7 separate regions of the Mus musculus genome follow, and regions 1, 2, 3, 4, 5 and 6 are each linked to region 7. Evidence: chromatin contacts called from public Hi-C and promoter capture Hi-C data. All regions are on one chromosome and are shown on one strand. The core of a region is the stretch at or near the end of the contact, and the rest is flanking DNA. Distances in the headings are between cores, read along the strand shown. Region 1 holds the start of Pkig (protein kinase inhibitor, gamma). Region 2 holds the start of Dhx35 (DEAH (Asp-Glu-Ala-His) box polypeptide 35). Region 3 holds the start of Ralgapb (Ral GTPase activating protein, beta subunit (non-catalytic)). Region 4 holds the start of Jph2 (junctophilin 2). Region 5 holds the start of Actr5 (ARP5 actin-related protein 5). Region 6 overlaps Dhx35 (DEAH (Asp-Glu-Ala-His) box polypeptide 35). Region 7 holds the start of Chd6 (chromodomain helicase DNA binding protein 6).

What was found. Promoter capture Hi-C pulls out the DNA fragments that hold promoters and counts their contacts. Hi-C and Micro-C count contacts between places; a contact is called where the count stands out from the background.
Region 1: a promoter capture Hi-C map of cranial neural crest shows a contact between it and region 7. The contact joins the promoter of Pkig here to the promoter of Chd6 in region 7. A contact is called at or near these places in 2 of 39 promoter capture datasets (cranial neural crest and frontonasal cranial neural crest) and 2 of 115 datasets of contacts at active chromatin or transcription factors (embryonic forebrain and epiblast stem cells).
Region 2: a Hi-C map of B cells shows a contact between it and region 7, with 8 read pairs. The contact joins the promoter of Dhx35 here to the promoter of Chd6 in region 7. A contact is called at or near these places in 5 of 39 promoter capture datasets (cranial neural crest, embryonic stem cells, hippocampal neurons and 2 more), 2 of 484 Hi-C or Micro-C datasets (B cells and CD4 T cells), 2 of 115 datasets of contacts at active chromatin or transcription factors (astrocytes and large pre-B cells) and 3 of 9 other capture datasets (adipose tissue, liver and pancreatic islet).
Region 3: a contact with region 7 is called in a promoter capture Hi-C map of pre-B cells, with 4 times the contacts expected there. The contact joins the promoter of Ralgapb here to the promoter of Chd6 in region 7. A contact is called at or near these places in 3 of 39 promoter capture datasets (cranial neural crest, liver and pre-B cells).
Region 4: a contact with region 7 is called in a promoter capture Hi-C map of hippocampal neurons, with 7 times the contacts expected there. The contact joins the promoter of Jph2 here to the promoter of Chd6 in region 7. A contact is called at or near these places in 4 of 39 promoter capture datasets (the 3T3-L1 cell line, cranial neural crest, hippocampal neurons and 1 more) and 2 of 115 datasets of contacts at active chromatin or transcription factors (astrocytes and embryonic stem cells).
Region 5: a promoter capture Hi-C map of pre-B cells shows a contact between it and region 7, with 5 times the contacts expected there. The contact joins the promoter of Actr5 here to the promoter of Chd6 in region 7. A contact is called at or near these places in 4 of 39 promoter capture datasets (the C10 cell line, embryonic stem cells, frontonasal cranial neural crest and 1 more) and 3 of 9 other capture datasets (adipose tissue, liver and pancreatic islet).
Region 6: a promoter capture Hi-C map of embryonic stem cells shows a contact between it and region 7, with 3 times the contacts expected there. The contact joins the enhancer-like site here to the promoter of Chd6 in region 7. A contact is called at or near these places in 4 of 39 promoter capture datasets (the C10 cell line, embryonic stem cells, hippocampal neurons and 1 more) and 2 of 115 datasets of contacts at active chromatin or transcription factors (astrocytes and neural tube).

What each region holds. Positions count from the first base shown.
Region 1 is chr2:163,656,554-163,659,681 of GRCm38.p6, forward strand. It overlaps Pkig (protein kinase inhibitor, gamma), which reads left to right and starts at 1,833. Exons shown (of 4, transcript NM_001039391.2): 1 at 1,833-1,939.
Region 2 is chr2:158,793,555-158,796,324 of GRCm38.p6, forward strand. Dhx35 (DEAH (Asp-Glu-Ala-His) box polypeptide 35) reads left to right here and starts at 1,253. Exons shown (of 22, transcript NM_001372513.1): 1 at 1,253-1,374. The coding sequence starts at 1,335.
Region 3 is chr2:158,408,172-158,411,125 of GRCm38.p6, forward strand. It overlaps Ralgapb (Ral GTPase activating protein, beta subunit (non-catalytic)), which reads left to right and starts at 1,682. Exons shown (of 30, transcript NM_001291138.1): 1 at 1,682-1,932.
Region 4 is chr2:163,396,415-163,399,352 of GRCm38.p6, forward strand. It overlaps Jph2 (junctophilin 2), which reads right to left and starts at 1,559. Exons shown (of 6, transcript NM_021566.2): 1 at 734-1,559. The coding sequence starts at 1,112.
Region 5 is chr2:158,623,569-158,626,367 of GRCm38.p6, forward strand. Actr5 (ARP5 actin-related protein 5) reads left to right here and starts at 1,345. Exons shown (of 9, transcript NM_175419.4): 1 at 1,345-1,948; 2 at 2,759-2,799. The coding sequence starts at 1,574.
Region 6 is chr2:158,832,254-158,835,214 of GRCm38.p6, forward strand. Dhx35 (DEAH (Asp-Glu-Ala-His) box polypeptide 35) reads left to right here. Exons shown (of 22, transcript NM_001372513.1): 13 at 2,617-2,741. Among named protein-coding and RNA genes, the nearest start is that of Dhx35, 39 kb to the left of the region's middle. Within about 2 kb of position 1,283, at least 48 of the 459 cell types and tissues checked have an H3K27ac peak or open chromatin away from gene starts, as enhancers often do. A contact at or near this core is called in astrocytes and embryonic stem cells, where this site is marked.
Region 7 is chr2:161,107,751-161,110,593 of GRCm38.p6, forward strand. Chd6 (chromodomain helicase DNA binding protein 6) reads right to left here and starts at 1,336. Exons shown (of 37, transcript NM_173368.3): 1 at 1,239-1,336.

The sequences.
Region 1 (3,128 bases), core at 583-3,082, 2.5 Mb after region 7:
TATCCCAAGCTTTCGATCACAGTTTCAGTGTCCAAGTGAGCATGCTCAGATCAGAGTCTGATCTCTGTTTTTTTTTAAAAAGATATTTAAAAAATTCTTTTTATTTCATTTCATTTCTTTTTCATTAATTTATTTATTCACTTTACATCCTGGTAATAGCCCTCTCCCTCCTCTCTTCCCAGTCTCACCCTCCTCTTCCTCTCCCCATTATCTTCTCTTCCCTTCTCTTCAGAGAAGGGAAAGCCCTCTTTGTATACCAACCAGCCCTGGAACACCAAGTCACAGCAGGTGCTAAGTATATCCTCTCCCGCCGCGTGTGGGAAGCCCCACCAGGCAATCCAGCTAGGGGAAGGAGATCCAATGGCAGGCAGCAGAGTCAGAGACAGCCCATGCTCCAGTTGTTTGGGGACCCACATGATGACCAAGCTGCACATCTGCGACAAATGTGTAGGGGAATTTTATTTTATGTGTATGAATGTTTCGTCTACATGCATGTCTGTGCACCATGTATGTGCCTGGTGCCCACAGAGGCCAGAGGACATAAAAATCCCCTGAAACTGGAGCTACAGACAGCTGTTAGGTATCATGCAGTTGCTGGGAATTGAAACAGGGTTTTCTGGGAGTGTGATAGGTCCTCTTAACCACATAGCCCCAAGTTAGTGATATGTTTGTTTGTTTGTTTGTTTGTTTCGAGACCGGGTTTCTCTGTGTAGCCCTGGCTGTCCTGGAAGAAACCACTCTCTCAGTCATTAATGACACTTTCCATTTCCCCTGAGTGGTCTAGCTTGTGTGACAATTTATATGTGACTCTCCTATAATAACTAAGGAACTTAAGGTGTACCAAGAACTCCTTAAATAGCTTAAGAAGCCATTCTGACCTAAAATGCAGGAGAATCCTAGGGGCCTACAGGCCTTCCCTATGTGAGACAAGAAGAGGAAACAGGACATTGCTTCTGTGAGGTAGTCAACCCCTTTGCTCTGGCTTCTGTAAACCTGCTTATGGCTCTGGGACTGGGATGAGGCGGACCCTTTCCCTCTGTACAGTGGGATGAGAAACAACTGAGAGGAGGAAAGCCAGTTCTTCCCCCAGCTGTGGGTTCCACCAAGCATGAGATAACTGTGATGCCCACTGCTGATGTCCATCTTTGTAAACCCTTCCTTTAGCCACTCCTTGGCAAGGCAATCTTTTGATTTGGCTCTAAGGCTGCCATCCAAGGCTGTGATTCTGTTAGTGGTAGCAATCAACTGATTTAATCTGAATTCAGATTTAGTCTAATTCATAGTTTTTCCCCCAAGTGGATACGAGCTCCACACCAGCTAGGAGCACCCTTTGAACTTAGGGTCCCTTATATTTGCAGGATTTCCCCCAGGAAACCTAATTGCTGAATATGAATTAATTATTTCCCATGCTGAAATTAATTCTGGTGTTTAAATTTTCGTGCCCCCCCCCCCAAAAAAAAACAAAAACAAAAAACTTTTACTTTTTTGCCACACCCCTTCGTTTCAGAGATTATGACAGAGGAATTTGTCACTCCACATCAATTTTTCTAGTCTTTATTTTCAGTCAGAGGGCTGGGCTTGTAGCTCAGTAATAGAGCATGTGTACCACCATCAAAAAAGTAATTAAAAAAAAAAAAGCTACATCTGGTGGCATAAACATCCGAGGGACAAGCCCTCACCTAGAGCCTCGATGGCCTCCATGCTCATCTTTCACTGGCCACCTCTCTGGAGAGCTAAGACCCCAGCCTCAGGACCGCTTTCCTTCCTCCGCCCATTGCTCCCAGTCGCGTCCCTTCCCGGCCGCCGTAGAGCAAGCGACGCGGGAGTTCGGCAGTCGCGTCGCCTAGGCAACGGCTCGGCGGCGGGCTGCGGGCGCCAGGCGGCCCCGGGGAGGCGCTCGCGCCGGCGGCCGGGGCTCTACGAGGCGACAAGGCGGCAGGTAAGCGGCGGTAGAGCGGGTGAACGTGACCCGGAGAGGAGCGGTCCGCCGGGCGACCGGCGAGGAACGGGTCGCGGGGACGCCAGGCAAGGACAGAGGGCCGGACCTTTGTCCCTTGGGCCCGCGAGCTGGCGCCTGCGACGCCCTCTGACCCCGGCCGAGTTCGGGTGGGTGCGCTTTCCGCTTTTATTCCTATGTATCTCTGGAGCCTCACTCGAAAGTTTTCCTTTTAAATAGTAATTTTTAAAAAGCTCCTATTTTATGAGGGTTGGTCGCGGAGTAGCTAGGAACTGAAGAGAACGTCTGCGTGTGTCGCTCTTCGTTGGTGGTGGTGGTGGGAGGTCGGCGAGATCGGACTTATTTCTGAGTCAGTTTTCTCACCTGCACAATGGGGATAATAATACCTGTCTTATAAGATGATCAAAACGTGTTTTTATATTTAAAATCCTCACTACATGGGCGCTTTTCTTGTTACTACTACGAGGAGCATCATTGAGTATTTATTGAGAACCAGGGCCTGGGCTGATCGCCAGCGGTTTAAAAAAAAAAAAAAGTGAATGAGACGTCTTGTCCTTAGGGAACTCCACTCCTGCCCGTAGGAAACTGACCTATGGACTGGTTTTTGGTGTAATTTGAGCTATGGTTTTACACGTACAGGAAGCTGAATGCAGTGGAGGCTGTTGTAGACCTTCAGAGGTGATCAGAGAGAGAGGATTACACTAGAAGGTTACTTCCAAAAGGAGGTATGTAGCTTGCCTTTTGTCTTGGCCAGAAGACTAGTCTGGTGTGTGTGCCTAGTGTTAGGAAAACGGTGCCTTGAGGAGACAGCCAAACTTCTAGAGACTCTCCCAAGAATTTCAGGCTGGAAGGGAGTCCAAAAGGTAGCAAGAGTGTCTACTTGATGTTTGAAGGATAAGCCTCGGCTCTTCTTGACAGACTTTTTTTAGGGTCGGAGGTGGCGTTATGGGTAAAGTTTTAGGATGTTTGCTTTTTATTTTTTGTGAACCCTCAAGGGATTTGTTTGTTTTAATACAGGATTTTGTGGCCTACAGTCTGGTCTTGATTAATGCTGCTGTGTAGCTGAGGCTTTGCCTTGAACTCCTGACTCTCATGTCTCTGCTCCTGAGTTTGTGAGCTTGCAGAGGCGTCTAATTAGAAGCGGGTGAGCGTGTGCGCATGCGCTTCCGCG
Region 2 (2,770 bases), core at 3-2,502, 2.3 Mb before region 7:
GTGATGGGCAAGCTAAGGATTCTGAATCAGGGTTACTTGTTTCCAACGCTTTCCGTAATTTGCCATTTCCCTCAAAGAATGAAGCATTTTCTTTTGGAGCTCTAAAAATGTATAGATTTTAAAGCCTCTTAATTTGTGGCTTCCTTGAGCCCAGCACAACTGTTCCATCCAGTAGAGGATGGAAACAGATGCAGAGACCCACAGCCAAATATTAAATGGAGCTTGAGGATGGGGGTGGGAGTGGGGGAGGAGTGTGTGGAAGAGTTGGGGGAAGGACTGAGGGCCCAGAAGAGGACAGGGCCTCCAAAGGAAGACCACCAGAGTCAACTAACCTGGACCCTTGGGGGCTCTCAGGGACTGAACTACCAACCAAAGAGCGAGCATGGGCTGTATCTGATGCAGAGTCCCCCAACAACTGGAGCAGGGGCTATCCCCGAGTCTGTTGCCTGCCTGCAGAGCCCATTCCCCTAACTGGGCTGACTTGTCTTGTCTTAGTGGGAGAGGATGCACCTAGTCCTGCAATGACTTGATGTGCGGGAGGTGGGGGTGGGGGATGGGGAGGTAGAAAAAGAGCATTTGATTTATAAACGGTTGCCTTGGAGGGAACACTGGGTGAATGCACTGGCCTCACTGATCTGATTTCTAGTCTCATCTTCCGGCCCAATGTGCTCCTGCGTTCCCACTTTGCGACATTTCTCTGAAGACCACAAGTTGCCTGTATCATTTCGGCTTTACTTGCTGATAATAAGCATCATTCTGTTTATCCAGCGTTTATTCATTTACAGTTTACCCAGCCCCACCCTCGCCTGGGAAACAAGAAGCTACAGTTCCAGGGAACACAGCAGCATTAACTGAATCATCAGACGCAGGAGGTCGTTACCGCTATTATCTCTCAGTATGAAAATAGGAGACTAAAAGAGACGCAGCTGCGATAGCATGTAAACACGAGCATCTCTCAGTTCACCGGGGAAACCCAGCCTCTGCTCACACTCTTAACGCTGGTGAGTGACAGCCTGGGAACACAGCAGCGCATTCCTAGAAGTTAGTGGCAACCCAGAGTGTCCAAGCAGGGTAGAGCAGCCAATCCGAGAGACAATATGGCCGCGCGGCATCACGTGGGCCAAGGAGAGGCCCTCAAAGGCAAGCCAAAGCGAGCTGCGATCACGTGATCCATAGTGGGGGGGGGGGGTGTTGCCGGAAGGCGTGGCTTCTTTTCGCTCTACCCGCCCCCCGCAGCCCCCGCGGAGGCTGCTGGCGGGCCACGCCCCTTGAGCCCGGAGGGACTCGCGCGGGTCTAGAGGGGCGGAGTCTTCTTCGTGACCTTTCACCCCAGCATGGCTGCGCCCTTGGGACCAGTGAAATTCTGGAAACCGGGTAAGGCAGGGCAGGGAGCCTGGGTAGATGCCCGGACATGACTTTCGGCCTGGGGACCCACCCGTGGGCCTGACCGGGGGAGGGCTGGGCACCACTCCTCCGCGCGCAAGGATGCTGCAGCCCACGGTGGTCCGGAGGAAGTCAAAGGCCTCCCTAAGCTGGGCGGAAACTCTGGGTGACCTTGTTGGAGTTTCTTAGCCTCCTCGGCACCTCTTGAGATGTAGAGTCCTGAAGCGCCCGTGTGTATCTTGCTGAAGTCCTGGGGCAGCATTGGGGCTCGAGAGGCAGTGCAGCTCAGTGGCTTAGAAGCTTGGGTTATGGAGTCAGAGCGCCCAGGTTCAAGGCTGCCTCTCTGCCTTGCATCAGTAGATGGAGAACCTTGAACTCTGCCCCCATCCCTCAGAACATCGCTCCCCTCACCTGGGAAGTGGGCGGAATACGAACACCTGTCCCGTGGGCGTGGAGTAGGGGGAGTACGTAGTCCGACTTAATGGCTCATAAAAGAGAAAATGTATTCCAGTGTTTTAGGGTAGGTCTTGCCCACTCTGAATGTTTACCACAAAGTGAACGCCCTCCTTCCTAGTGGCTGTCACTTTTCCTGTTTTGTAGGCTAACAAGTCACCATCTTTTGTTTTTGCATTTTCTCAGGTCGGGTTCTTGTTGAAATACCAGACCATGATCTGTGTAGGATGCGCCTTTTGTTCACGCTTTTCTTATAAACTAAACCAAACCAAGCTAAACCAAAACACTGTTTCTTAACTGGTACCAGCCTCTGCCCTTACTTTTTTACACATTTTCTTTTTTTCTCCTCTACCTGCACTCCAGAAGATCTGGGTGTATACATTATATTGTGATGATGATAGTTTGAGACAGAAAAGGCAACAAGGGACAGCTTTTAAAGAGTGTTTTAGATGCTCCCTGGAAATCTGACCATGTGCCTAAGTGTTAGAGAAATAAACTCATGAAGGTGACACATAATTATTTTTTTTTTTTTAAATCTGAACTGGATATGGTAGTCCATGGCTGTAATCCCAACACTTGGGAGGCAGAGGCAGGAGGATCTCTTGAATTTGAGGCCAGTCTGGTGTATATTCCAGGACAGCCAGGGTCACAAAGACATACCCTGACTCTCTCGTTTGTCACTTTCATGACTCAGCATTTTCAGGCATCAGCTGATTGTCCACCCCAGTAAGTAATGAGTTACCAACTTATTCAAGAGTTAACCAGCAGACCAAAGAGTTAAGTCTAATAGAGGCTTGGATAAATTGCCAAAACTCAGACCCGGGTACCATTTTGGTTAAAGAACCTGGAACTGTTCTGAACTGTTCTACAAGTCTGTCCCATTGTTTAGTCCATTACTGTATCGAGAGTACACTTCTGTCGTCAGTCAGGTCGT
Region 3 (2,954 bases), core at 432-2,931, 2.7 Mb before region 7:
CAAGTCCTTTTTTTTTTTTTTTATTTTGAGACATGGCCTTATGTAGCCCAAGCTGGCCCAAAGCACTCTGTGTAACAAGTTCAAGGATGAATATGCTACTACATATGGTTTGTGTAGTACTGGGAATCAAACCCAGGACCTCAAACACACCAGGCAAATACTCCACCAACTAAGCTATGTCTGCAGTTCCATGTGCTTTAAAAAGATTCCCAGTCCTCCGTGTCTGTCACTTTTCCAATTCCCATCACCCACTCCTCTTCAACCCTATCAGTCTGATCTTCCATAGATGTTCAATATTCGGTGTTAGGAATGTGGTCGCAAGTAACAGAAAACTCAATGGATTGTGGTATAAATAAGGCCCACCACCCTCTTTAAAGCAGGAAAGGAGTACAGAGTCCATGCAGTTTCCTTGGTGTGTCCTAAAGAGGCAGGTTTCTTTGCCTTGTTTTACATTTATAGTAGAGTCTTCTGCAAGATCTCAGAATGACTGCCACATCTCCTGGCATTGTATTATACCATGGTTCCAATCATGAAGTTGGGGAAAGTTGAAGGACACAAAATTTCTCAGGACTTCCTTTATATCCTAAGTCTCCCTTGGAACTTTGGTTTATGCTTTATGGACTAGAACTTTGTTTCACTGGTATGCTGTCAAGCAGGGGAGGGGGCTTTGCTTTTTGGCCTCTGTAGTGTAGAAGTGGGAAGGAGAGAGGGGCTTGGAATAGTGACCATGTGATAAAGCACTTATCAAAAACTGTCTAATTGAACTTTACTGCTTCATCCACACACTGTCCTGGCACATTGTTACCCACCCCTTCCCCTCTTCCTGTAGGTGAGGTTGTGGTCTTAAAGAATCCTTGTTTTATCTCTTCTACGAGGGCACTAGTTTCTTCTTCACTCCTACTTGGTTCATGGTCTCTTCTGAGGATGACAGTCACCGTTTTCTCTGCTTTCCATACAAATGTGTTTTTTGCACAGCCTAACACCCTGATCCCTCCACCTCTGAGTTCCAAGGTCAGTCACAAGGCCAGGCTCTCTATGAAGCTGTCTCCATCCCTCTTTCCTCTCAGCCTGACACGTGGGGAGTACGTCTAAAATGTTGTTACTTTCCTCGTGGAAGTTGAAACGAAATTCTTGACAGTGGTACTGTTTGCAAAACGTCCGGTGCATGGCAGGTGCTCGAACTTGTATCTCTTGTTAGTAATAGCTTATCTCCCCGATCAGATACAACTCGTTGGTGACAGGTTCTGAATCATCCTTTTAAAGCACGTCAGGCCTGGCGAGGACATTGCCCATAATAATGCTGCGCCCATGTAATAAGGGGCTGGGCAAAGGAAGAGCTACAATGCTGAGATGTGAGACATTCCTTTAGCCTGAATGGTAGCCAACTTTTCATAGAGAAGCCCCTTACTCTTCTGCACTAAGAACATGTAGAAGCCAGATTGCTTCTGGAGCTGGCACCGCGATGACGTAAGTGTCCGTCACTTTACTCCTCCCACTCCACCGAAGCCCGAAAGGGGGCGGTGTGGGCAATCGCGCTTCGCGCGGCCCTCTGGGACGGCTGCGCACGCGCAGCTTCCGGCTCCAGGCTCGGAGACTTATTTGACGCTGCCCACTCGGTCCCTTCAGAAGTCGCGGGTCAGCAGCGCCGCGCAGGCGCAGTAGTCCCTTCGGCTGGGGAATTATTTGACGCCACCGCCCCTGGCAGTCGGAAGTTGCTTGAACGGAGCCCAGCCGGCCGGCCAAGCGACCGGTGTTCGTCGTCCCCTGGGCGCCCTGGGAGAGTCACTGACGGGTGGACGGACTGACTGCCGGTGGAGGGCCGGCCGGGGCAGTGGCAGCGCGGGCCGGATGGCGCGGGTCGCGTGAGGCGGCAGGCCGAGTGCGGCCCGCGGTGCGCCCGCCCAGCGATGCGGGCCCCGCCCGTCGCCTCAGGTACGCGGCGGCCGGCGCGGTGCGGCCGGACCCTCCCCTCTCGCCGTGCTTTTTTTTTTTTTTTTCCCTCTCCTCAGCAGCTACTGAGGCAGGGGCTCTTTGAACCTCCGCTGCTCCCGGGGCCGAGCGTCGGCGGGCGCATTCCTGGGTTCTGAAGTGGCCGCACCGGGCGCGGGAGCACAGTCCTGGCCCGCGGATTCTGCCGGGTGTGAGCGAACCCGGGAGGGTCGGACTGGCGGAGCGCCCCCCTGGCAGCCTGGGGACAGGGGCGGGTCTGGAGTGGCAGCGGCAACTCCGGGGAGGATGCGGTCCACCGAGGGGCAGGTGGAGTTGCTGCCGTCCGGTGAGGATGCTACTGCCCAGGGCACGGTGACGCTTGCGAGGAGAGTAAACAGCCACCCTCCGCAAATGCTTGCTTTCCGCCAGGCCCAGGCCAGATAGGGAATTTGAGCACCCTGCACGGCAGGACTGTTACCCCATTCTACGGACCAGGCAACCGAGGCCCAGAGCGATCGGGCGCCTTTGGTGCCCAAGGTCATAGAGCTGGGTAATTTGAACTCAAGCAGCCTTGACAGTCCGATCCAGGTTCTTAACCAATTAGGTCATTGGATGTCCAACTTTGATGCACGGTAAAAATCACTTGGGGAGTTTTGAAAAGATTCCTGGTGCCATAGCACCTCAAACTAATTAAACCACCATGTCTAGAGGGTAGGGGGAGACAAATACTAGTATCTTTCTAGTATTTGTCTTTCCGGAGATCCCCTAGTGGTTCTGGGCTATAGTGAGGTTTGACAAGTGTGAAAGCATGTAATCTCAGAGGTCTGACAGTGCCTCTCCAGTTTATGTGTGCAGGAGGATGCTTGTTAAGATCGTGGATTCCACTGGCAGAAATTCATATTGTCACTCCCTTCCCCCCAGCGCGCCCTTGTTCTATTGCTGGAACTCTCCATTTCTCTGCCTCAGCCTCCTGAGTGCTAGGATGGTAGCTGTTCACTAAGAGAGAACTTTTCCTTAGATCCACA
Region 4 (2,938 bases), core at 309-2,808, 2.3 Mb after region 7:
AAGAATGTATGAGTAAATGGATGGATGGATGGATGGATGGACAGGTAAATAGCTGCTGGGTGGGTGGATGTATTGATCAATGGATCCATGGATAGGTGAGTTGGTGGATGAATGGATGAATAGGTAAATAGCTGCTAGGTGAATGGATGAAGGGATGGATGAATGAGTGGGTGGGTGGGTGGGTGGGTAGACAGGTAGATGTAAGCTGGGTAAATGCAAGAAGGGATGGGTGGGCTGGTGGATGGGATGGGTGAGTAGACGGATGAGTGAATGGGAGAAGGATGGATGGGTGGATGTGTGGGTGGAGGGATGGGTGGATGAAAGTTGGGTGGTTGGATGGATAGATGGATGGAGAAACGAATGAATAAACACTCTTATGATCTACCCCGTGAAAATTTTTTCATAGCAAAGTTGAGGCCAGCCCCCAGTTCTGCTAAAACACAAGCTAAAATCTAGCTGCTTACATACCTCGAGAGTAAAGAGAAGTGATTACATCCTATCAAGTGTCCATCTGTAGGACAGCCTTGTACTCTTCAGTCCTGCTGGTCCTCAAGAACTGCCTTAGTGCCCTACCTTTTCTGATAAGAAAATGGATACAGAGAGGCAGAGTAGCTTACCCAAAGCCACACAGGAACTATCACCTTAGACCATCTATTTCTTTGCCAACTACACTGCTGTTCCCCACCGTCCCTTCAGGACCCCCCTCAAGCTCTGCGGGATGAGCAAGACTCACCTCCGTCTGCGTAGGTCTCCGTGCCATAGCCGTCCTGTAGGCCGTTATTCCAAGTGCCCTCGTACTTGGCACCACTGTTTGTGCTCTGCCGGATTCCGTAGCGCCCCTTAAAGCCATGCGTCCACTCCCCCTTGTAGAGCCAGCGCCCCTTGGTCTCTATGCCAAGCCCATGTCGTTTGCCCTGGCTCCAATATCCCTCAAAGGTATTCCCACTGGGCCAGGTATAGACGCCTGCCACTTCAAAGCCAAAATTCCAGGAGCCCGAGTATTCACCCTGGCCCTTGGGGCCGGTGCACAGTCCGTGCCCGTGTGCCTTTCCCCCTTCCCAGCCCCCACAATACGCCCCGCCATCATCAAAGTCAAAGCGGCCCCCGCTCATCTCATCCTCGCTCCTGACAACTCCTCCGTCCTCCAGCTTGGGCGTAGGGGTACCTGATGTTCTCCAGGCACCTTCAGGTTGAGCCCCTAGACTCACCACCGGGCTAGAGGTGGAAAAAAGCAAGATGCCAACAGAGGCAGCAAAAGCCCAAAGGCCAAGTCAGCAGTGGGGGCGCTGGTCAGTGCCATGGCTGGGAGGCCTCCTCAGTCACCCCAACAAGGCAGCAACTTGAAAAGGAAGCCGACCGAAGAGACTCCAAGTTCCCACAAAGCGTCCCAGGTCCAGCTTCCATGGAGTCTGGTGTGCTCTCCTTAAGAAAAGCAACGAAAGGAGTTGAGGGGTCCTGTCTTTTCAAAGAGGGACAGTTCCCGGTTTAGCAGCCCAGCCGAGGCTAAATTGTCGCCACCCACCCTGAAGCAGCCGCTGGCCCCCTTCTCATCCACCCCAGTGGGCATGCGGCTCAGATCTCCCAGCTGCCCCGCCCCTTCTCCAGCCCTGCCTTCCTCCCAGGATAGAAAGGTCAGTGTTGCCCTAACAAGGCCATTGGATCTCAGAAGCTGCTCCCAAAATAACCCCCTGGCTGGCCCAGCCTCCTTCAGAGCCGGAGGGAGGGAGGGGGGCTTCCAATCCGCTGGGCCTGCAGACCCAGGCAGTGGCCCGAGGGGGCTGAGCAGGAAATCTGAGAACGAAGTGTGGACAGCTTAGCTACTTGGTGGCTTGCCTTCTTGTGGATCAGAGCTGCCTCCCATCTAGAAGTCCCCAGGTTCCGCAGGCAGGGAGAAGAGACGGAGACCAGCAGACCATCTTATCCAGGGCCACTTTGTATCCCCAGAGTTCAGGGGGTGGCAGACATGGGGCCCTACCACTTCGAGCATGCCGAGGCAGGACCTGGGGCTTTGGTCCCTCTGCCAATCCCATTGAAGAATCCAGTGACCTACAGAGAAAGGAATGGAGGACGGTTGCACATATGCCTTTGAAAGCAGAGTGGAACTCAGAATGATCAGAGAGGGTCTAACCAGGGTGCAAACGCAAACAAGCAGGCATTCTGGGCTTACATTTTCTACCCCAGCCCTAGCTCAGAAAACTGGGGGAGAACCCTGATAAAGGGAACTAGTTCAGGAGGCAGGGGATATGGATCAGTTGATAAAGTACTTGTCATGCATTCGAACCCCAGAACCCATGAGAGGGGGTTGGGGGAGTGTAAAGCACTTCTAGGGCTGACAGTCCTCAGCCAAGACCACGGTGTCTTCATTGTCTTGGAGATGTATTTCTTCTTACTAGAAGTTGGTGGAGACCTGGGTGCTAGAAATTCACCAAAGCCTTTTGCTCCTGCCACAGGAGCCGCTGAAGCCTGGCCTTATGTGCTCTTAAGGAGCTGGGGCAGAAGCAAGCTTGGGAAGGGGAATATTGCAAAAATAACGATCCTGAATATTTCTAAAATGAATCTCACTCCACCACAGCCCACAGCCTGTGTGAGGAGTGCAGAGGGGAGGAAAGTCTCCTTCCTGCTCATGGAAGTGTGTGTGTGTGTGTGTGTGTGTGTGTGTGTGTGTGTGCGTGTGTGTGTGTGTTCATAACATGGCTGGAATGGAGGAAGGTTAGAAATCACCGAAGAAAGAAAGAAAGAAAGAAAGAAAGAAAGAAAGGAAGGAAGGAAGGAAGGAAGGAAGGAAGGAAGGAAGAAAGAGACAAAGAAAGAAACAAGGAAACAAAGAAAGAAACAGGAAACAAAGAAAGAAAAGAAGAAACTAAAAGAAAAAAGCTGAGGTCCAAGGGAGCGTGAGACAGTTATCTGACTTCTACCACGTCTGTCTGACGCATTCCCA
Region 5 (2,799 bases), core at 95-2,594, 2.5 Mb before region 7:
CGAACTCAGAAATCTGCCTGCCTCTGCCTCCTGAGGGCTGGGATTAAAGGCGTGCGCCACCAAGGCCGGCTTTTTTTTTTTTTTTTTTGCCACTTTTCTTAAAACGTCATGTAAATAAACCAGCCTTCAAAGTGCAGGGCTAAAGCTTAAAAGAAGAAAGAAAATACAGCAATCAAGAAAACAGAAAACTTGAGTTGTCGTGGCGTGCTTGGGGAAAGAGGAAAGAGAAAAAAAAAACAATGCTGGAGTGGTGATCAGGGTGTCTAAGCCCCAAACAACAGCTGCAAGCTGGGTGGTGGGTGGGAGAGGGGAGGATGGTCAGCAGGCTTTCAGGGCAATCTTATCGGGTGGAGCCGTCCTGGTAGGAATTCAGTCAAATGTTCAATCAGGCAATGGATAAAATGAAGACACTTAATCCAGTCTCAAAAAAATTATCTCCCACTTGATCCAGTCTCAAAAAAATTATCTCCCATATCCTCTTCTGTATTCCAGAAGCTTTTATAGAATGCACTCCAAAACAAGGGGTAAACTGGTGTGTCTGTGTGTGTATCTGTGTGTGTGTGTGTGTGTGTGTGTGTGTGTGTGTGTGTGAGATGTCAATAACCCTAATACATAAAAGGCTGGAACAGGAGGATGGCTGAGAGTTGAAGGCCAGCATGAGATACAACGACATGATTAAAAACAAAAACAAAGACAAAACCAAAAACAAAGCAGGGCAGTGGTGGCACACGCCTTTAATCCCAGCACTTGGGAGGCAGAGGCAGGCGGATTTCTGAGTTCGAGGCCAGCCTGGTCTACAGAGTAAGTTCAAGATAACCAGAACTACACAGAGAAACCCTGTCTCAAAAAAGCAAACCAAACAAAACAAAACAAAAAGTGAAATATTCAATCTTAAGTAGACAGCTTGATGAATTTTTACAAACTCACTAAATATTCATTTTAGCTGCCACTCCCAGAAACTGAAGTTAGTAGTACCTCAGAGTTTGGAGTTTGACTGGGCCCTTGAGGGCCCTGAGTTCCATCCCTGGAACCTATTGGGTGAAGAGAACAGGCATCTTGGCACGCTCCCACACCCATCACGCAATAAATAAACAAATGAACAGAAAAAGAAGTCAAAGGGGAAGGAGATTAGCTTAACACGGTCACAAAACTAAGGGCTAGATCTGCAAGGCTATGCAGACAGAGACCAAGGGAGAGTAAGGGGACAGGGAGGGGCGGAGTCCAGCCCAGTGTGGGTGGAGCCTTTGGTCCCTTAGTTAGAGCAAGGGGCGTGGCTACGCCTCCATGTTCGGAGCTGGGGGCGGGGCTCGTGGACAGCCAGTTAGCGCGAAGAGGCGTGGCCACAAGGAGGCTGTTGCGGACAAGCTGGAGCTACGGTTGGACTTGAGGCCTGGATCAGCGGGGAATAGAAACCCACAGAAAGTTCTGGAGCGCCAGGCGGGAATCAGGTGCTGAAACCAGCGAGTCCTCCCGTAAGGAGGAGGCTTCCGGACGCTTCGGGGCCCAGAGACTCAGACGCGGCCCGGGGTTTCGTGACGCACTCGGCTTCGGGGCGGGACCGGCGCTGGCCAAGATGGAGGCCAACGTGTTCCGCTTCCGAGATGCCCGCTCTGCTCCGGATCCCGTGCTCGAAGCCGGGCCGGTGGCCTTCGGGTCGCAGCCGGTGCCTCTGGTGCTGGACAACGGGTCGTTCCAGGCTCGGGCCGGGTGGGCGTGCCCCGGGCCGGACCCCGGTCCCGAGCCTCGCCTGCAGTTCCGCGCCGTGTGTGCGCGCGGCCGCGGCGGGGCGCGCGGCGGGCCGGGGCCGCAGGTGGGCAACGCGCTGGGAAGCCTGGAGCCTCTGCGCTGGATGCTGCGCTCGCCCTTCGATCGCAACGTCCCGGTCAACCTGGAACTGCAGGAACTGCTGCTGGACTACAGCTTCCAGCACCTCGGCGTCTCCTCGCAGGTGAGGGCCTGCCGGGCAGGGCGCGCTCGGCTTCAGCCGTCATGCCAGGCAGTAGGGTATTGAACACAAGTTCGTCAGCCTTGTGCTAGGAGCTAAGGGTACACCACGAAGTCTTTATCTTCCAGAGGATGGGCTGTCTCAGGCACAAGGGTCCAGTTTGCAATAGTCCAAGTGAGATGAGTTTTACCAGCACCAGTCCGATCCTGGAAGTATTTTGAAGATAAAACCAACGGGGTTTATCAGTTAACAGTTTAGCCAAAGCTTGACTTAATAAACTTAAAATGAACCGGGCATGGGTTCACGGCCCTTTAATCCGGGCACTCGGTAGGCAGAAGCAGGCAGATGTTTGTGAGTTCAAGGCCAGCCAGGGCTACACAGAGAAACCTTATCTTAAAAAAACAAAAAACCAACAGACAGACAGACCTACGAAAAGCTTAAATTGATCATGTTATTTTGGCTTCCCAAAATAATCTCCAATAGAGATGAAATGTATTCTTTAAAATGGCCCGTGAGCACCTTTTAAAAGATGTATTATTTCAAAGTTATATGTGTGAGAATGTGTACAAGAGTGTAGGTGCCTTAGGCAGGTGATCTTCTGTGACTGGAGTCAGAGATTAGGTGCTGGGAAACAGAGTTGGGTTCTAATGTGTTCTCTCTAGTCCTCGTGTCTGGCCTTGAGTGTCTCCCTCCACGACCTCGTGTTTTAAATTAGAGTTCAAAAGTAAATTCTGTCCTGCGTAAGGATTTGGGGTTATTTTTGCATTTCATGCATGCTTCCGTTTGTCTCTTTGTGCTTGTCTTTCAAAGTAGGGCTGCGTTGATCATCCCATAGTTCTGACAGAGGCTGTGTG
Region 6 (2,961 bases), core at 33-2,532, 2.3 Mb before region 7:
TCTGTATCACAAGCCGTGCTAACTTCTGAGGGCACAGAGTGAAATTCTGGTAGACAGTCCTGGCCTTTAATGAGCTTTCCTCTCAGCCTGCTGGCACTGCTAGGCACAGGTACCATGATGTTCCAGAGCTGCTGTCTGTCTGTCTGTCTGTCTCTTTCACTGGGAGTGGTTCTGAGACATCCACCACCCCCACTGCCCATGCCCACAGAGCTTACCTTCCTGCCTTCTTAGTGTGCAGATGGAGTTCCAAGTCATTAATGCCCTCCTGTGTCCAGCACCCACTTACGCTGTCTTTCCATTCCTCTTTTACGCGGTTTCCTAGGGATTAGTGGGGCTGGATGTAAGTGTGTGGGTAGACTTGGGACATGAAGGGGAACCTTTATTTCTTTGAGGAATTGCAGAGTTGTAGGTATAGTAATTGTGTGGCTAAGGAATTATTTATTTTTGAGGCAGGATTTCTCTGTGGAGCCTAGGCTGGCCTCAGCCTCCGAGATCTCCCTACCGTTGCCTCTCAAGGTCTGGGACGTAAAGACAGGCACCACCATTCTCAGCAATATTTTTAGTTTTAGGTAATTTTATTTTGTGTGTTGTGCCTGCATGTCTGTCTGTGCAGTACATGTGTGCCTGGTGCTGAGGTGGTCAGAGGAGTGTTACTGGAATAGGAATTGCAGGTGAGTCTTAGCTGGCACATGGGGGCTGCGAGCTGAACCTGGCACCTCTGCATTTGCTTTTAACCGCTGAGCCATCTTCCAGCTCTAACTCAAATGATTTTTTTAAAGTGGAAATGGACACCGGCATTTGGTGTCAAAGAAGCCATGTGATAAGATACGGACTGAAGCTGGGCAAGTGGATCTGGGTGGAAGGTCACTGAGCCTTTAGTCGTAGCTGCTTTAGCAAGGGCGTGGTTGGGAAAGACCAGGGACAGTAAGCAACGGTTAGTGCCCACCCTTCAGATTGCCAGCAGATCTTCAGAGCCTGCAGCTCTTCTTTACTCAGATAATTTGGTGTTCCAGAACTTTCCAAGGCTTCTCCTTAGCTCCTCTGCTCTCACTCCTACTCTGCCTGGTTCTCAGCTACTCCGTTCTTAGACACGTGATCTGCTTCCCGCTTTGCCATGCATACCTCTGATGCCTTGGGCTTGTCTGTCTTTGTATCTTCTCAGAGAGGCCGGCCTTTCAGCTAGTGACTTGTTTCTGCCTTGGCCAGTGGTGTGCCTGGGGAGTGTAGTTGTCCTGGTAACAGTACTATAACCACAAAGATCCTCCTGATACTCTTGGCAGCTCCTGTGTAGCTTTTCTCAGTTTCTGCTCATCTCTTTCCTGAGCCTCCCATGGTCCACGGCAGGGGCATATGTCCCTCTTGGGCCTGTTTTTTGGTCTTGATCCAGGTCCCTCCTACCTCTGAAGTCTCCAGGGCCATTGCGTGAGGCCTCTGCCCCTCTTGACCTCTGTGCCCCTGGCTCTGGGGCCTTTGCAGCTTTCCTGTGTCATCACATCTTTTTGTCTCTGAGAATCAACACCTGCTTCTCTCAGCATCTTCTCAGTGGGACCAGCCTCTCAGCTAATGACTTGTTTCTGCCTTGGTCAGTGGTGTGCCTGGGGAATGTGGTTGTCTTGGTAACAGAACAGTAACCACAATGTTCTTAAAGCTAAAGAACTTCTTTCCTTGCTTGCCATCTAGAACCTTCCCGCTAGACCCATGCATTTGGCAATTTATGTTACACAGTCCAGAATATTGGTTGTCTCTTTTCTCAGGAAAACCTTTCTAAAGTTCTTACAGATAGTAGTGTTTCTCCAGGAGACTTGGCTGTAATTCATTTTCCTCTCTAGTTAACTGCAGCCTTCTGGTCTAAATGGAGACTTCGTGATGCTTGTGTGTAAGGAGGGTGTGTATCTGTACAGCGGTCAGTACAGCGTTGACTTACATGGGAGGGTTTGGCGTGTAATCCATAGGCTTTCTGAATACACAGGGAAAGTGATTTCAGAAAAGCCTTCCTTTCTCCCCACCCTTTGATCTGGTTTTCAGAAAGTCCTCCCCTGACTCTCTATCCTTCCCCTCCTCCCCCATCTCTGTGCCTCGGGGTGCTTCTCCGGTTTGAGGTCACCTTTTGTTCCTGTGGGACAAGCAAGTACAGGATCCTGGGTGTGACTGCATTTGGCTCCTTGGTTTAAAAACTAGGTTTGTATGAATTCTGCTCTCTGTGATGAGATCCTTCTTCAGAGTCTAGGGCAGCTCTGGTGATTTATTTTTACATTTTTCTTTGCTTATTTTGCTGTTCTTGCTTCCTTGAAGCGCTCTGCCTTATGCAGAGTGAACAGCAACTGGGCCTGAGAGTAATTACCCAAATGCTTGCTACTTTCGTTTTGCTGACAAAAGCATTTGAAAAGCAAGGTTTGGAAGTAAAGGAGAGTGCTTTTGTAAAGGGGTACTGTTCAACTCTCTATGCTTTTGAAGTAGAACGTCCTTCCTAAACGTAAAAATAACTTTGTATCATAATGTTGTACATGTGGTCCCAGAATCCCAGAGCTCTTGTTCACGGTAGAGAAGGTGGACTCTGCCGATGTACAGGTGCATTTGAGTGTCACGTTTGATCTGTTTCTGATTTCCTATCCTTAGAGGAAGCCTTTGACCAGCTACCTCAGTCCACCGTCCCTGAGATGCAGCGCAGCAATTTGGCCCCCGTCATCCTGCAGCTAAAAGCCCTAGGGATAGACAATGTCCTCAGGTTCCACTTCATGTCTGTAAGTCCTGCTTCTGGTTGAGGGGCTCATGTGGGTATGGTGGAAGGACACTGGTCAGGCATGCCATCTTTCTTCCTCACATAGCTGAAACACCGTATGCCGCTTGGTCCTATCCAGGGTGTGGGGCAAACTGGCATCCAGGCGAGCCAGAATTCTTCCTCTGTAGCTCCTGTCCTTTCTCCTTGAAAAAGACAAGCCACTGGGTAGCTACAGGACAGCT
Region 7 (2,843 bases), core at 86-2,585:
CTCTGTTCATGGATCTGTTACAGCAGAAATGAACAGTTTCTTGAGGGGTGGCAAAAAAGGCACAAACAAGCCCCGGAGAAAGATGCTCAGAGATGCCAGAGACTCTCTAGAAACCTTGGCCAGATTACTAATGGTCTATAAAGCCTAATTTGGAGAACACGGGCCTACGAGCTCAAAATTGAATTATACTGCCTTATTAGATCCCACACTCGTGAAACCACAGTCATATTAGTCATAACTGAAACTAGGAATACTCTATGTACACAAATATAAAGTGCATGCTTATGCATTTTTAATTGGATCAAATAAAACTGAAGCTGCAAACAAACTCACATTTCAATTATCTCACTAGTGCGGGGATTTCCTAATAACCTCGTTTTAAAACCCAAGGAGCTGCCAACCCCTCTCCACATCTGACAGGCATGGTCCCTGGAAATTTTAGGAAGGACATTCCTCCGTTACTTCTCAACAGAGAAGAGAAATAAATACCCTGAAGGAAACAGATTTTTTTCTTTTTTTTTTTTTCATATTCCCTCTCTCTAATTTCTTTGCAAGCTCTAACATGCAATCTAATAACGCACCAAACTTGGCAGCGGGGTAGCTTGGTGGCTTGGAGTCTTGAGGGCTCAAATTTTCGGGGGCGAGTGCGCGTTAGTGCGTGAGGAGCCGGCCGGAGGGGCGCGCGACCCGGGGACGCGCCGGGGCCCCCGCCCCCTCCCGGAGCAGCAGCCTGGCACCGGCCCACCCTCCTCCACCCCTGCAAACAGACGCAGGACGCGGAGCGGAGCAACTTCTCCGCGGGGGCGGTAGCGGCTGGCGGGCGCGGGGGTGGCCCTCACGCGCCGTGGGCCGCCGGGGTCCCCTGGGAAGCCTTGGCAGGCCCCGCCCCGCCGCAAAGGCCCGCGCTTGGGGTCTGAAGCAGGACCCCAAGCCTGGGCGCGTGGCCCCGCAGTGGCGCTCTCCCAAGGACGGAGGGCGGGCGGCCAGAGCGCGCGGCAGCCGGGAGGGGCGGACGCCAAACCCCTCGCCTCAGGCCTCGGGGCCCTCGGCCTGGCCGAACGCCCGCGGCCGCGCTCGGACCCCTGCCCGGCCGGGCCTCGCGCCGCCGCGGCCCCTCAGCCCCGCTCCATTCATAGGGCAGCCCCATCCCGGCCAGCGGGGCGGAGACAGGGTCCCCGCGGGCAAGCCCAGCTTGTCGGGGCCAGGCAGGAAAATAAAAAGTTAAGAGAAGAACTTACCTAAAATGGCTCCTGCAGCAGCCAAAATACAAACAGCTATTATTTGGTGAAGTTTAGCTCAGACACCCTGCAAGGACACCCTAACCCAGCTTGGGCCCGCCTTCCCTGCCGCGCTATTGGGTTTCGCCTGCCCAAAACACAGGTTCATTGGTCGTGTGGGCTGCCGATCAGACAGAAGCCCGTTTCAAGCTTGCTTGCAGGAGCGAGTGATGGGCTTGCTCCATTGTGCTCGTATTTGCATGGATGTGATCGCAGCGGTGATTGGTCGATGTCGGAGCCGCTCCGCCTCCCAGCCTAGATCTCCCCGCCTTGCAGACAGCGCAGCTCCCGGCCCGCCCCCCCGGAATGAAGCGGCCGGGCCGCGGGGGCGGGGCGGGGCTGGGGTCCCGCAGGCGGAGGGGGCGGGGCGGGGTGCTGCGCTCTGTTTTGCAAGCAGGGGGCGAGGACCTGGGCGCTGGCCCGCGGCTGGGGCTCAACCTGCAGGTGGAGGTCTCGCAGGTAGTGGGCAAGCAAGCTGGAAAACCCGGGATTGGCTCTCCGGAGGTGGGAGAAGATGTACTGGGGTCCCACGACGTGAGCGCCCCGCCGGCGCCCAGATCCTGCAACGCGCACTCGAGGAGAGGTGAAGGTCCCAACGGACAGGAAAAAGAAGATGCTGAGAGGCCGAGGGAAGCGAGGAGCCGGGTCGTCAGTCTCCAGCTGCTTATACTGCAGATCCGCCTGGCTCCCTAGCATACTAGGAACGTCTTCCCAGGGCCCTGCACACCCCGGGAGTTTTCCAGCCCTGAGGATCCTGCAGCGCATTGGATATGCTTCAGTAACATCAGGAGTGGAACCATGGTGTGTTTATTTTCGGGCCTATCTCCACTACCATCCTTGTAGCATCCTCAAGGACAGGGCCTAGCATATGACAGAGATTCAACCAATTGTTGTCTTCCGTAATTCGTTTTTTAGCAGCTAATTTTTAAGTGCCCACTAAATACCTGACATTGATCTGAGACGGAGGATGTAGCGGTCAATAGGACAAAGCCCTTGCACTCACCGAACAGGCAAAGGAAAAGCAATAAATAAAATAAATAAATGAACACAGAGGCAGGTAGTGATAAATGCCATAAAGAAAACAGATGGCGGGAGGAAGGACATCAGACCAGAGATGGGGGAGGAACAATTAGGGCAAGGAGGAATTTAGAGCCTATCCTGCCTAGCTAAATATTCCTCATAGCATCCTCCCTACTCTGGGACCTGGTGATCACTTTTCCTCTTCACTCCTGCCTGTCCCATCTGGAGTGTTTCCCCAGTGAATACTTAAATAAAAGAAGAAGAAAAAAAAGTCCAAAACTGGCTGGACTCTGACTTTAAAAGCTCACTTTATCTTAATTAAAGCAGGAATGATCTGAGTCTGATGACTCCAAGAGCAGTTTGTCAGAATTGTTTAGGATGAGGGTGGTATGAGTGTGTCAAGGGTAATCACAATGTTAACAGAGCCTTCCTGTACTCCCTAAGAGAATATGTTTAGCTTCTTAGAAGTCCTGGTTGTCTTATGTCTTTCAGCCAATGGCCCTAATTCTCTTCTGGGTCCTGCTTCTTGTACTAGCTAGTTTTATG